Regions from separate parts of the Mus musculus genome. Here region 1 is linked to region 2. Evidence: chromatin contacts called from public HiChIP or PLAC-seq data. All regions are on one chromosome and are shown on one strand. Each heading gives the region's core, a stretch centred on a gene start, on an enhancer-like site or on the middle of the called end of the contact. The rest is flanking DNA. Distances are from core to core; before and after follow the strand shown. Region 1 overlaps Eya2 (EYA transcriptional coactivator and phosphatase 2). Region 2 holds the start of Slc2a10 (solute carrier family 2 (facilitated glucose transporter), member 10).

Evidence for each region. HiChIP or PLAC-seq counts read pairs in DNA pulled down with a chosen protein or histone mark.
Region 1: a contact with region 2 is called in an H3K4me3 HiChIP or PLAC-seq map of stem cell-derived neural progenitor cells, with 16 read pairs. The contact joins the enhancer-like site here to the promoter of Slc2a10 in region 2. A contact is called at or near these places in 3 of 39 promoter capture datasets (cranial neural crest, embryonic stem cells and stem cell-derived epiblast-like cells), 6 of 115 datasets of contacts at active chromatin or transcription factors (embryonic stem cells, neural tube and stem cell-derived neural progenitor cells) and 4 of 9 other capture datasets (adipose tissue, embryonic stem cells, macrophages and 1 more).

What each region holds. Positions count from the first base shown.
Region 1 is chr2:165,695,265-165,700,763 of GRCm38.p6, forward strand. All of the region lies in intron 5 of Eya2 (EYA transcriptional coactivator and phosphatase 2), which reads left to right. Among named protein-coding and RNA genes, the nearest start is that of Gm29993, 34 kb to the right of the region's middle. Within about 2 kb of position 1,442, at least 2 of the 459 cell types and tissues checked have an H3K27ac peak or open chromatin away from gene starts, as enhancers often do. A contact at or near this core is called in stem cell-derived neural progenitor cells, where this site is marked.
Region 2 is chr2:165,499,710-165,505,909 of GRCm38.p6, forward strand. It overlaps Slc2a10 (solute carrier family 2 (facilitated glucose transporter), member 10), which reads left to right and starts at 4,188. Exons shown (of 5, transcript NM_130451.3): 1 at 4,188-4,339. The coding sequence starts at 4,336.

The sequences.
Region 1 (5,499 bases), core at 192-2,691, 190 kb after region 2:
CAGTGGAGAGCCAACTGTTACCCTAAACTAGACGTGAGAGGCTCTTATCTCTGTCCCACCCAATGCCCCCTTCTGTTAACACTTGTGTCCTTCCTTAGAGTCCCCCTCACCAAATACAGTCACTCTAGATAGGTGAGCTTCAAAATACAACCTGGGGATACTGGGTTCAGAGCACAGTGATAAGAAAGCCAGCAAGTGACGGGAGCCTTTCCAGCTGTGGGGCATGTGTGCTCCAGGGAGCACAACCTGGGAGAAAGAGGAACCCACGTAGTTCTGGGTACAGCACATCATAGGGAGTCCAGAGGCCAAGAGAGCAGAGAACAGGGTCCCAGAAAACAGAAGGGTAGTTGAGGCCAGGCCTAGCAGAGTTTGGGGTTTGACCCCTGGATCATCAGAAAGTCATCAGAGTATAAGACAGAGGAAGTGACTTGGTTTGTATTTTAGAAACCAGGTGACCAGTGTTAGATGAAGTGACAGTGGAATGTCAATTTATTTGCATTTGGCATTTTGAGGGGATGGGCATGTGTGTCTTTGTGTATGTGGGGTGTGTATGTGTGTGTGTAGTATATGTGGGGGGGTGGTATGTGGTATGTGTGTAATATGTGTAGTGTGTGTGTGGTGTGTTTTGTGTGTGTGGTATGTGTAGTATATGTTGTGTATGTGTGTAATATGTGTATGGTGTATATGTGTGGTGTGTGTGTGTGTGTGTGTGTGTAGTGTAGTGTATATGTAGGGGGTGGTATGTGTGTTGTGTGTGGTCTGTGTTTTGTGTGTGTGGTCTGTGTAGTGTGTGTGTGTGTGTGTAGTGTATATGTAGGGGGTGGTATGTGGTATGTGTGTTGTGTGTGTGGTCTGTTTTGTGTGTGTGTGTGGTATGTGTGGTATGTGTAGTGTGTGTGTAATGTGTGTGTAGTATGTGTGGTGTGTGTGTGATGTGTGGTGTGTGTAGTATGTGTATGGTGTATATGTGAAGAGGACTTTGGATTCCCTAGAGCTGGAGTTAGAGGTAGGTGTGAACTACCTGATACAGGTGCTGGCAGCCCAACTCCAGTCCTGCAAGAGCAGCTTGTACCCTGAACTGCTGAGCCATCTCTCCATTCTAATTGTTAGTATTTTTATTGCAGAAAGTTCAAAGATATAAGAACCAAACCCAGACTAAGTTCTGTACCTAGGGTCTGTTGAAAAGTGACAGAAAAGCCCCTTTCCTGCCCATAGTAAATCAGGGAGTGGAGGGATGGGAAGGACCCACGGAAGCCACAGGTTCTGCTGTGGTGAGTCCAGAACAAGCAAGAAGCTCAGGACCTGGCAGACAGCCCTTCGTTGGGGAATTCAGTGGGATCCCCAAGGCACAGCAGCCAGGAACAGGAGACGTTGCCTGTGGCAGTCTAAGAAACAATTGCTGAGAGACACAGTCAGACAGATAGGCCGGCAGGCAACAGGCTATAAAACGCCTCTCCACTCAGAAATTGCTCATGGTCAGGACTGAAGCCAGGACATGGGATGCACAATGAACCCTTGGAACAAATCAGTTTTATTTACAGCTAAGAGCTCAGGCCCTGAAAGGGAACCAAAGCCAGCTGCCTCTAGACCCTAAGCTGAGAAGTCACAGGGCAGTCCCCTGTCTCAGAGCACCATGTCCTGCGTGGTGGCCTCATGTGCCTATGAAGGCAACCTGATTCTGCCCGCCCAGATCCATCTGGCTTGTCATTCTGCTTGCAGTTGCTCCGATACTTATTTTAAATTGTATGTTATCAATATTAACCTTTCTAGAACTTTCTCTGTGTGGTTATGTGGGATGTGTGTGTAAAATTCTGTTTGTTTTTAAACACGCTGCCTTGCTAAATGTGTCTTCCCCATTGGATAGCACGTGTTGGAGGCACCATCTTGGTGTCTGGTCTGGCTTCTTGATACTGAACAGAGAGAGCTAAATGATCCAGCACCCCAGTCCTGTTGCCTGCTGGCACACCGCTTCAGGCAGATCCCACCTCTCAGTTCTCTGGGGAACTGGTCAGCTGCAGGCTCTGCTGTAGGCTGGGTGCAGGTTGTGCGGGCTGGGGCTGAGCCTGACCCTGGGATGAGGTCTGTGCTTGGGCAGCAGAAGCTGCTATCGTCAACGTTGGTATAACTCTGCCCCCCACACACCCATGACTTCCCGCTGATGTGACAGTTTCAACCACACCCCCACTTTTTTATTTTCTTACCTCCTCTGAAGCCCACAGTCTCTGTTTTTCTGTTCCAGAAACTTCTACTCTGCTGAAATTTGGGTTGGTGCAACACCCTTCTACCCCTGCTGCCTGGTCCTTTAACCCCACATTTGTGTCTGTGCATATTCCTGCATATGTGTGCTTGTGTGTGTGTGTGTGTGTGTGTGTGTGTGTGTGTGTGTGCATGTGTCTGTGCACATGTGTGTGTGTGTCCTTCTATGGCACCCAGAGAGCCTTCCCAGCTACTCCTCTGCTTAGGCTACCATGGACTATAACTGCGGTGTCTAGCTGTTCAGAAAGGCTGCAAAGCCCCCCACCGAGGCAGCCAGGGTCACTGCTGCATATCTGAGTCCACACCCGCTGCTCTCCTGGCCTTGGTACACATCCCTGTGACCAAGACAGGCACAGAGATGACAAAAAACCCCGAAGGGGGCCACCACCTTGGCGCCAGCTGAGAGGCCTGTCCTCAGCCCCAGATGCTAGGAATTTGCTTCGCTGAGACTGCAGCTGCTCAGTTTAGTGTCAAGTGACCAGCCAGGGTTGCTATGCCCTTAGAGTTGCAGAACTCTATGTAGGGAAAGACAGACAGGGTCTAAAAGAGGCAGTGGGATACCTGCCTCTCTTTTTTTGGTACCTGCCCAGCATAGAACAGATCAAGAGACCATATACTTCTGCTGAAAAGTGCTAGACTGTCAGTGTGCAAAATGGGGACACTGGGCTCTGTGTGTGTGTGTGTGTGTGTGTGTGTGTGTGTGTGTGTGTGTGTGCAGGTATATGGGTGTATATATGGGTGTACATGTGTATGCATGAATATTTTGTAATCTTCCCTTCAAGGACAGTAGTCAGTACCACATTAAACTGCTACAAACAGGAAAGAAGTTTGAAGTTATGAAAATTCCTGAAGCCTTGCGTGGTACCCAGGGTCACTCCACAAGCAGCAGCCGGGAGCTTGAGGGACTCTGTAGCTTCTTGTCGTATGAGTTCCCTATGGTGGTGACGACTCAGGTGCTGGGAGGACTTATGATCTTCTGGGACAAGAAACAGGTGCAGAGGCCTCCTAAAGACAGCAGGGCCCAACATTGCACTTCCAAGAAGGACCGCTGCAGTCTCCCAGAGCAGGTCAGCAATTGCTTTCTGTAAAGGCCTCACTAGGAAACATCTCAGGCTTTGAAAGTCTCTGAGGTAGCTCACCTCTGCCTGAACCACACAGAAATGAGGCCTGGCTGTATGCAAAAAAAAAAAAAATTTATATATATATATATATATATACATATACATACACTCACAAACAGGTGCCAAACCTGAGTGCGCCAGCTCTCCATACCCACATTTCGTTAACTAGGTCTGGAGAGCAGCTGTGGTTGCCACCAATATCATCCCTACCACCAAATCATACCAAACAAGCCAGAGACAGGAGCACCTTCCAGGCTCCTCGTGTGGCAGTGTGGCCATGAGGTTAAAGTGGAAGTGGCCAGGTCACCCCAGACCGGAGGATTCAGGGCCAGAATGAGACCCTCAAGAAGGTCCTTGCCTCCTACTCTGACTGTTCAAACCAAGGGACCTTCCATTAGTAGATGTCTACTAGGTCTGCAAATGAACGGAGGCCCCTGCCAGCCCCCAGTGAGCATAGAGCAGGAGAAAGAAATCCGTGTGTGTTGTGTATGAGCCATAGAGACTCAGGGAATGCTTCTTACCACAGCTCACCATCCACTGTCCTAACCGATTCCGGGGGATATTTGTCACTGCAGCCCACTCTCACTGCCTGAATGATCCATTTGCGTCAAAGATAAAAGTAATAACTAGATATCACTAGTTCCCATGGTGAGGAAGTCGGTCTCTGTGTAGAGTCTCTCCTGATCTTTCTGACTCAGTTGGAAAGTGAGAATGGAGGTCCCTTCTAGGAGCTAGTATGCCTTCAACATCTTTTAGATCCCTGCAAATATTTGTTTTAAAGAAAACAGCGACAACCCCAGGGTATGGGGTATCCGGCAGGCAGTATCTCTGGCTAGGACTGAAAATGTTTGTTTTCTGTGTATTTCTTCTTTTTCTGTATTTATTATTGAGGGCAAATGGTGCGGACTCCGAAGTGGGGAGTTGAAGTTTTCTCCTTCATGCTTTATGGAAATTGATGCAAGAAAATATGCAGATTAAATGGTATAGATTTGAGGATATGGTGACATTGTGAGGACCCTAGAGACGTGTAAAGTTGGAACTCGGAAATCGGGTTCAGTGTCTTCCCTCCACAGACGTGGAGGTAGGGACTGGGAAAAGGTCATCACCAGCAGTGACTCAACCCCCCAGGGACCAGGATTTCAAGTTCAGAGCCAAGGTCATCCTTGTCCCCATGACTCTGTCCCTGCAGGAATTGGATGAAACCATGACGGGTGGTGGCCATCAACATGTCGCTGAGTTTACGGTAGGGAAGGATCGTGTCTGTGGATAAAATGATGTGAGTTCACCACCTCTGTTCTCCAGATGTTCTCCAGATAGCCAAGCATCTCCAGTGACAGTGGCTATATCTGTCCCTGTCTGCCCCTGGTCTGATAGCTGCAGTGGCTTCCAGTGTCCTTGATTCATGCCAGCCCATCTCTAGCTCTGTCACCCCCAGCACCCTTCCTGGGCATCAGCACCCGAGTTTTCCCGTTCTCATAACACACCCTAATCCCGTAGCCTCCTTTAACTTCACAGCATCTGTGAAGGCTGCCTTCAAATGAGATCACATTCATGGCTACCAGGGTTAGGATCTGAATTGGTCTTCACAGGGGACACAAGTCAACCCCCCAACATCCTCCTCTGGTGTTTTCTTGCTGAGCAGCGACAGGTTGAGTCCTGGGCTGTACCCCTGAGACGCCCAGGCTTTGCAGAAATTGAAACCACCCAGGCGAAGGGGCCGCAGAGGCCGCTGGGGCCAGGCAGCAGCTGGCCAGCATTCGTCTCGGTCTCGGGCGGTGGTAACCCTGTTGTCCAGACCTGGCAAGTTCAGGCTGAGAGGCCGTCGCTGCCAGCGAAGGTCAGGGCACCCTCCTTACAGGATAAATAGACTGGGTCCCAGCCAACCCCTCCTGAGGCCACACAATATCTCTTTCAAAGATCTCAAAACATCCAAGCAGACCATAGCGAATTGACTTTATTGTTTTAAAACCAGCCCCTTCTCGCTGTCACCGCTTCTCCCCCAGGGGAGAAAGTCATAATAAACGTCCCCACAGTGCAAGCCTCTGTCCTCGTCTCTAATGTCGGCCCTGAGGCCACCGCAATCCATGCTGTGCCCTGATGCTGGGCATTTATTTAACATTTA
Region 2 (6,200 bases), core at 2,938-5,437:
GTAAGGCCCTGCTCTGAAGTTATTTACCCATTAGAAAAAACACATTAGAGAGTGCTTTAAAAAAAAACCCTAAATCTATATCAAAATTAACAGTCTCTGTAGCATTGACCAATGCTCATGCCTCATGCCTCAGTGCCCTGGGAGAGTTGGGTCCCTCTGCCTGTTCCAGTTCATCTGCCCTCATGGGTCAACACCAGGACATTGTCTATCTAAGCTGGTACTCATGACTCCAAGGAAGGCAAACACCCCTCATCGGTTGTCATGGAGCATTGGCTGTGTGCAGGGCAGAGTCCTGGAACTTTATTCTCAACTGAATGCTGGAGCCAAAAAGAAGATACAAGGGACTTTTAAACAGTTCCCATTCACACGGCTTCATTTTTGTGGAGAATAAAAGAAGCACAATAAATAAACCAGGTCTATGATATGTCCAAGGTCATGTAGGTTTGCTGCAGCCGAGAATTGGCAAGGCAAATAAGCCCCCCACGCCACCCCTCTCCCAGCTGTGTGTGGCATATCTGGTCCACACTTCTTCCTTTTAGGTGGTGTTCTCCTGTTCTCAGTCAAGGTGATTAATAGTGATGGAATAGGTGCTAGTTATTTATCATCCCATGACAAATTCCTACTAACCTAATGGTTTCAAGCAAAATTAATCCCCTTAAGAGGTATACACATGGTAACAGTTGAGATCAAGGCAACAGCCAGGAAGAAGTGTCAGGCAGGCAGGGTGGGGAGGAGGCCCGAGCGTGCTGTGGTCTTGGCTGACGATCAGTCCTTCACAGGCAGCTGGTCTAAGGCCCTCAGTTCCCCACAGGTTAGTGCCTGGAGTGGGGGTGGGGGGGCTTCTGTAGGGCACCTCACACTGTGGCAAGTAGCTAAGTGAATGGTTAAGTGACCAGGTATCAAGCAAGAGTAAGGCTGACACTGCCAACTTGCATAACCAGATCGTAAATCTGGCTGCCTGCCTTCCATTTGCTGGAAGCCCATCACTAGGTCTCCACTACCAGCAGGGAAACCAGGGAAGCCGATGGCCCTAGGACACAAATGCCAGGGGGCAGGGACCATTGGCAAGCAATGGAAAGGCGCTTCCTCCTTGAGAGGGTCAAACAAAGAGAGAAGCCTCAGTTTTCTGGAAGAGACAGACACAGCGGCATCAGTCAGGCGCACACCCCTACTGCGCAGTGTGAGCCACGAAGACCAATAACGTCTAGACCATTCCAGGCATGCGGCATCTACGCATAAGTCTCACTGGAGTGGAGCAGCGCTTGCCAAACTGCAAGATCACAGTTCCACAGAAGAGGGAAGAGCCACCACATGGGACAGGCTGAGAGCTGTGCGGAACGGTGGGACAGTAGGACAGTTGGAAGTGCTGCACACACAGGGAAAGAGCCCTGCTTCCCAGTAACTCCTTGTTACGGTTTGAATCCCAAGTGGCCCTTCCCCCATGGGCTTGTCTGAGTCTGAATGTCCATCTTACCGATTGGTTTAAAGGTTGTGGAGACTGGAGGTAAGACCTGGCTGGTGGAAGTTTGAGGGTTATTCCCACCACTTATTTTGGCCCAGAACTCTCTGCTTCCTGTCTGTCATGACATGAGGTGTCTGTGACAGATTTTTGCCAGTATGAACTGCACCGTGTCTCTCCTGCTGTGATGAACTGAAGTCCCCCTGAAACCATGAGCCAACCTAACCCTTCACTCCCATAAGTCAATGCTCTTGGTTATTTTTGGCTGAGAATTGCAAAAGAGTCTCAGGCAAGTGTGCCGTCTCCCTTGGCCTCAATTTTTTTTTATTAGATATTTTCCTCATTTACAATGGCCTCGATTTTCTTGTCCCCCAACATGGAGTTAGATTGTGGCGATTCCTACCTCCTTAGGCTCCGGTGGGGTTAATGAGGAGGTAAAACACTAACGATATTAGGTAATTATCAAAAGTAGATTCTCTCGATGGTTTCGGTGCTCAGTCCAGTTATTACTGCTGTACAAATTGATGCAGCTCGATCAAGCATTTATTAAACTCATGCATGGGACATGGGGGGCTTAAATTCTATCTGTCATGGCCATATAATCTCTAATGCCTAGGCTGGCCAGGACTCCTGGGGGCTGGAATCATTCACAGAGCCTGGCTTTGAGATGACCCAGATGCTAGGACTATATATCGAGGCATATAGATAGATAGATAGATAGATAGATAGATAGATAGATAGATAGATAGATAGATAGATATAGTGTTATATAGTGTTACATATATTGTCAGTGTGGGCTTCCTCACAGCAGGGCTGGCAGCTGGACTTTGTCATCGTCAGCTGTATGAGACAGGGTCTCCCTGAGTAGTCTAAGCTGCCCTCAATCCTCCTACTTCAGCTTCTCAGTTGCCAGCTTTATGGATGTGTGCCACCAATCCCAGTTCAGTCAGACTCACCTTGAGGGTCAGGGTCCCAGCGTCCTAGGGTCTCAGCCCAGCTGTCACATGGCTTGCTACTCCCTGCAATCTCTTGGTGTACACACACTAGGGAGAGAGAGTGAGAAATTCTGGGCTGTGTTTTCAAACTTTGTAGTCTTTCCAGACTCCAAAGGGCCCTGCCTCAGAAGGTCTGGTCTACAAACATCTCTTTGTCAGTGTCTTAGTTAGTTAGGGTTTTATGGCTGTGAACAGACACCATGATCATGGCAACTCTTACAAAGGGCAACACTTAACTGAGGCTGGCTTACAGGTTCAGAGGTTCAGTCCATTATCATCAAGATGGGAGCATGGTAGCATCTGGGCAGGCATGGTACAGGAGGAGCTGAGAGTTCTACATCTTCATCTGAAGGCTGCTAGCAGAATACTGGCTTTCAGGCAGTTAGGATGAGGGTCTTAAAGCCCACACCCACAGTAACACACCTACTCCAACAAGGCCACACCTACTCCAACAGGGCCACACCTTCTCATAGTGCCACTCCCTGGGCTGAGCATACACAAACCATCACAGTCAAGGTACTTGTGTTTTCCTAAGGCACTTGGCCCTCTTGGAGAAAGTGCTCCTGAGACAAAGCCTGTGTGTGAGCAAAGGAGAGGCTGGGGAGGGCTGTGCTCACTTGTGTGCTGAGCCTGCCTCTGGTCCTGGAGTGAGAATTACTGGCATTGTCCCTAACCTAGGGGTCAAAGCCATCCCCTCCTCCATTCTACATGGATGCCCAAAGCCATTTGGCAGTAGGCACAGAACCCTACGTCTCCCTGCCCAGCCTCCTGGCAATCTTTACCAAGCCTTCCCCTGATTTGCCTACATGTCTCCATCCCAACCATCAGCATCAAAATGGCTTCCTCTCTTTTTGCATCAGCTGCCCAGCTCCCATCCTTGCCCATGTAACCATCAGAATTTGTCTCCTTCAACTGGGATAAAACTCCTCGTTCCTGGTCTGGGGCTAGACTCCATGGCAGAGTGCCTGCCTGGCATACGGAAGGCCTTAACTTCAGCTCCCAGCACTGCAGTGAACCCAACACTTATATTCCTGACAGAACCCCAAGATCTCAGGATGGCGCCCTGGTCCACCCACTCCTCTCCACTTGACCTCTCTGAACCCCTAGATTCCAGACCCTCAGCCTTCACTTCGTATGCTCCTTTGTTCCCCACTGGCTCCTTTGCTGTCCCCTTTGCTGTCCCCAGGGCCTGGTCCATCAGGACAAACCAACCCAGCCATCCCCAGCTGCCTGGCTCGGTGCCCAGGCTAATGCTCTCCAGCTGCCCTTCCTTATACTGCTGGGCTCCTCTGACTCCTTTAGATCATTTTTTCTTCTGCCTTTAGAAGTAAGCGCCATAGGAAGAAGGACCTTGTCTGCCTTGTTCCCTGGGGCACCCCAAGTCCAAGCCAGTGTTCCTGTGGGATGGAGAGGGAATGGTGCTGAATGGCTGTGATGTCAGAGGTGCTGAGTGGGGTGGGGGTGGGGGTACACATGGGAGAGGCCGGCACAGGATGTGTGTGTGTGTGTGTGTGTGTGTGAATATGGGTGAGACCTGGCACAGGGTGTGTGTGTGTGTGTTTGTGTGTGTACACTGGGCAGGCCAGTGAAGGGTGGGCCACAGTGACTGTGGAAACTATTTGTAGAGTGACAGTTTCTCCGGGGAAACTTGAAGTAAGTTCCTTTGTGGGGCAGCAGGGCCGCCACAGCATTGGCTGTCGGGCGGTACCGGGCTACCCTCCGTCCCGCCCCCCAGGCTCAGACCGGGCTGGCCAACGTGGCGGAGGGAGAGCGCAGGCCCCAGCTCTGGGGAAAGTTTGTCCGCCACTGCTACAGCGGGGATTTGACCAGGACACGCGGGACCCAGAGCCCAGCCCTGCCGCCCAGCGCTACTCGCTAGCTATGGGTAAGTCGCGGCCACGGATCTCGATCCACCCCTCCCCTCCCCTGGACCCTGCGAAAGGCAGGGCGGTCCCCCCCCCCCACCCCCTCCGCCCGTCCATCCGCCTTCCAGGGGAGTGGCCTGGCCGCAGGGAGCCCCCTGGAGCCCCAGGGCAATGATTCTGCAGACAGGGCCTTGGGATAGTTCCACAGACATGGTCGCTTTGGGGTGTTGAGGCTGTTGGGGGCTCTGAGGGGACTCCAGTTCTGCAAACTGAGTCATAGACCCCGGAACCAAGCCAGCCAGCAGGTCGCTGAGCACCTCAGTGCTCGGTATTGCCCTAGGGGCAGGGCACTGACAGGGACAGATTAAGATGGAACTCCTGGGCTGGATTTGACTTCAGTGAGAGGAGACAGGTCCACTAATGCAGAGTTCCAGCCAGGAGGACAGGGGGTCAAGATTTCTGTTATCTTTTCTGGATTCAGAAACTTAAATGCCTTTAGCATAGTCAGTTTCTCATTCTTCAGTGGGCATGAGGTTCAGAGCACGCGCAGGGAGGGGCTGGGACACACAGTGAAGAAAGAGACTCTGCTCTCAGTCTCGGAGGTGAGAAGCTGGGGACCAGGTAATGAACAGGAGCTGTGGCACACACAGGGGTACGAAGGCCAGGAGGTATGTTCCTCTGGTAGCAAAGGAGACCAAGGCAGACCTGAAGCCTTGCTCAGAAGTGGGTTTTGCTGAGACGTGGGTGGGGGGATTGGGGGGAAAGGTGGGGGAGTAGGAGTGGGAGGTGGGGGTGGAATGAGGTGTGTGTGTGTGTGTGTGTGTGTGTGTGTGTGTGTGTGTGCTCCCAGATGGCAGAAATGCACATTGGGGTCCAAGCCAGTAGCACAGCAACTCAGTGGATAAGGGGAGGGGGCTGAGAGTCGAGTAGGGGACAGATCATGCTGGGCTATGAAGAGATCTTTGGATGTCATTCCAAATGACAAGGGAAGCTGGAGGATTCAAGCTGCAATGATGGATGGGGTAATTTGTCTGTTAAAACCTTACCCTAGGCTGTTCAGGGGAGAGTCATTGTAGCTAACACTGGTTGTGAGATAGCTATTGTCCCATTTGTAGATAACGTGGTTCACAGAAAGGTTCACTCTCTCAGCCCTCTCTGGGAATAAACACTGTTCCTCTAACAGGTTGAAACAGGAGAATAGCAAGGAAAATTTGGGCTAAAGGAAGAACCAATTCCAGAAAGGCAATTAGGAATTCCTGGAGATCCATGCCTGACTTCTGGGACTCTCAGTGTCATGATATGAGCTTCCATGGGCTTAAACTGCCTTGTCTCTATCAACTGAGAGACTAAGGACCACAGGCCTCTGTCTGGGCTGGCTCCTTCGTGGCTTTCCTTGGGGGATGGTCCGGTACCTCTAGTTCCTGGGGATCTCCATGACAAAGTTCTGCCATCTGCTCCAGGTGTGGCAGGGTCCTCTGGGATCCATGGCAGCAGTGACTTCAGAGTCCCTGATGTAAACCCTGAGGAAACCACTTCCTAGGTGGCTCTGGGCCAGCACAGTATCCCCAAGGAGCCTCTTCTCTCCCAGGAAAGACTCTTAATTAAGTTTATAGCTTTGTAGCGGTGGTGGATGGGACTTGGTGGAGTTCTCAAACGCCCACAAAGCATCCCGACTATCATCCCAATACGATGTGCTTGACTTCTTTCTAATGGTGTGAATCTCTTCAGGGACCTTGCATTCCTCGGGCCCAACTTTACATAGGATTCTCAGACTAGGCTGTCCTGCTCTGGCTCACAACTCTCACTGTAAACCTGGCAAAAAGCAGCTACCAATAGCTATGTCATAGCCTGCCTGTGACTACCTTGAAATTCCCATTCAGC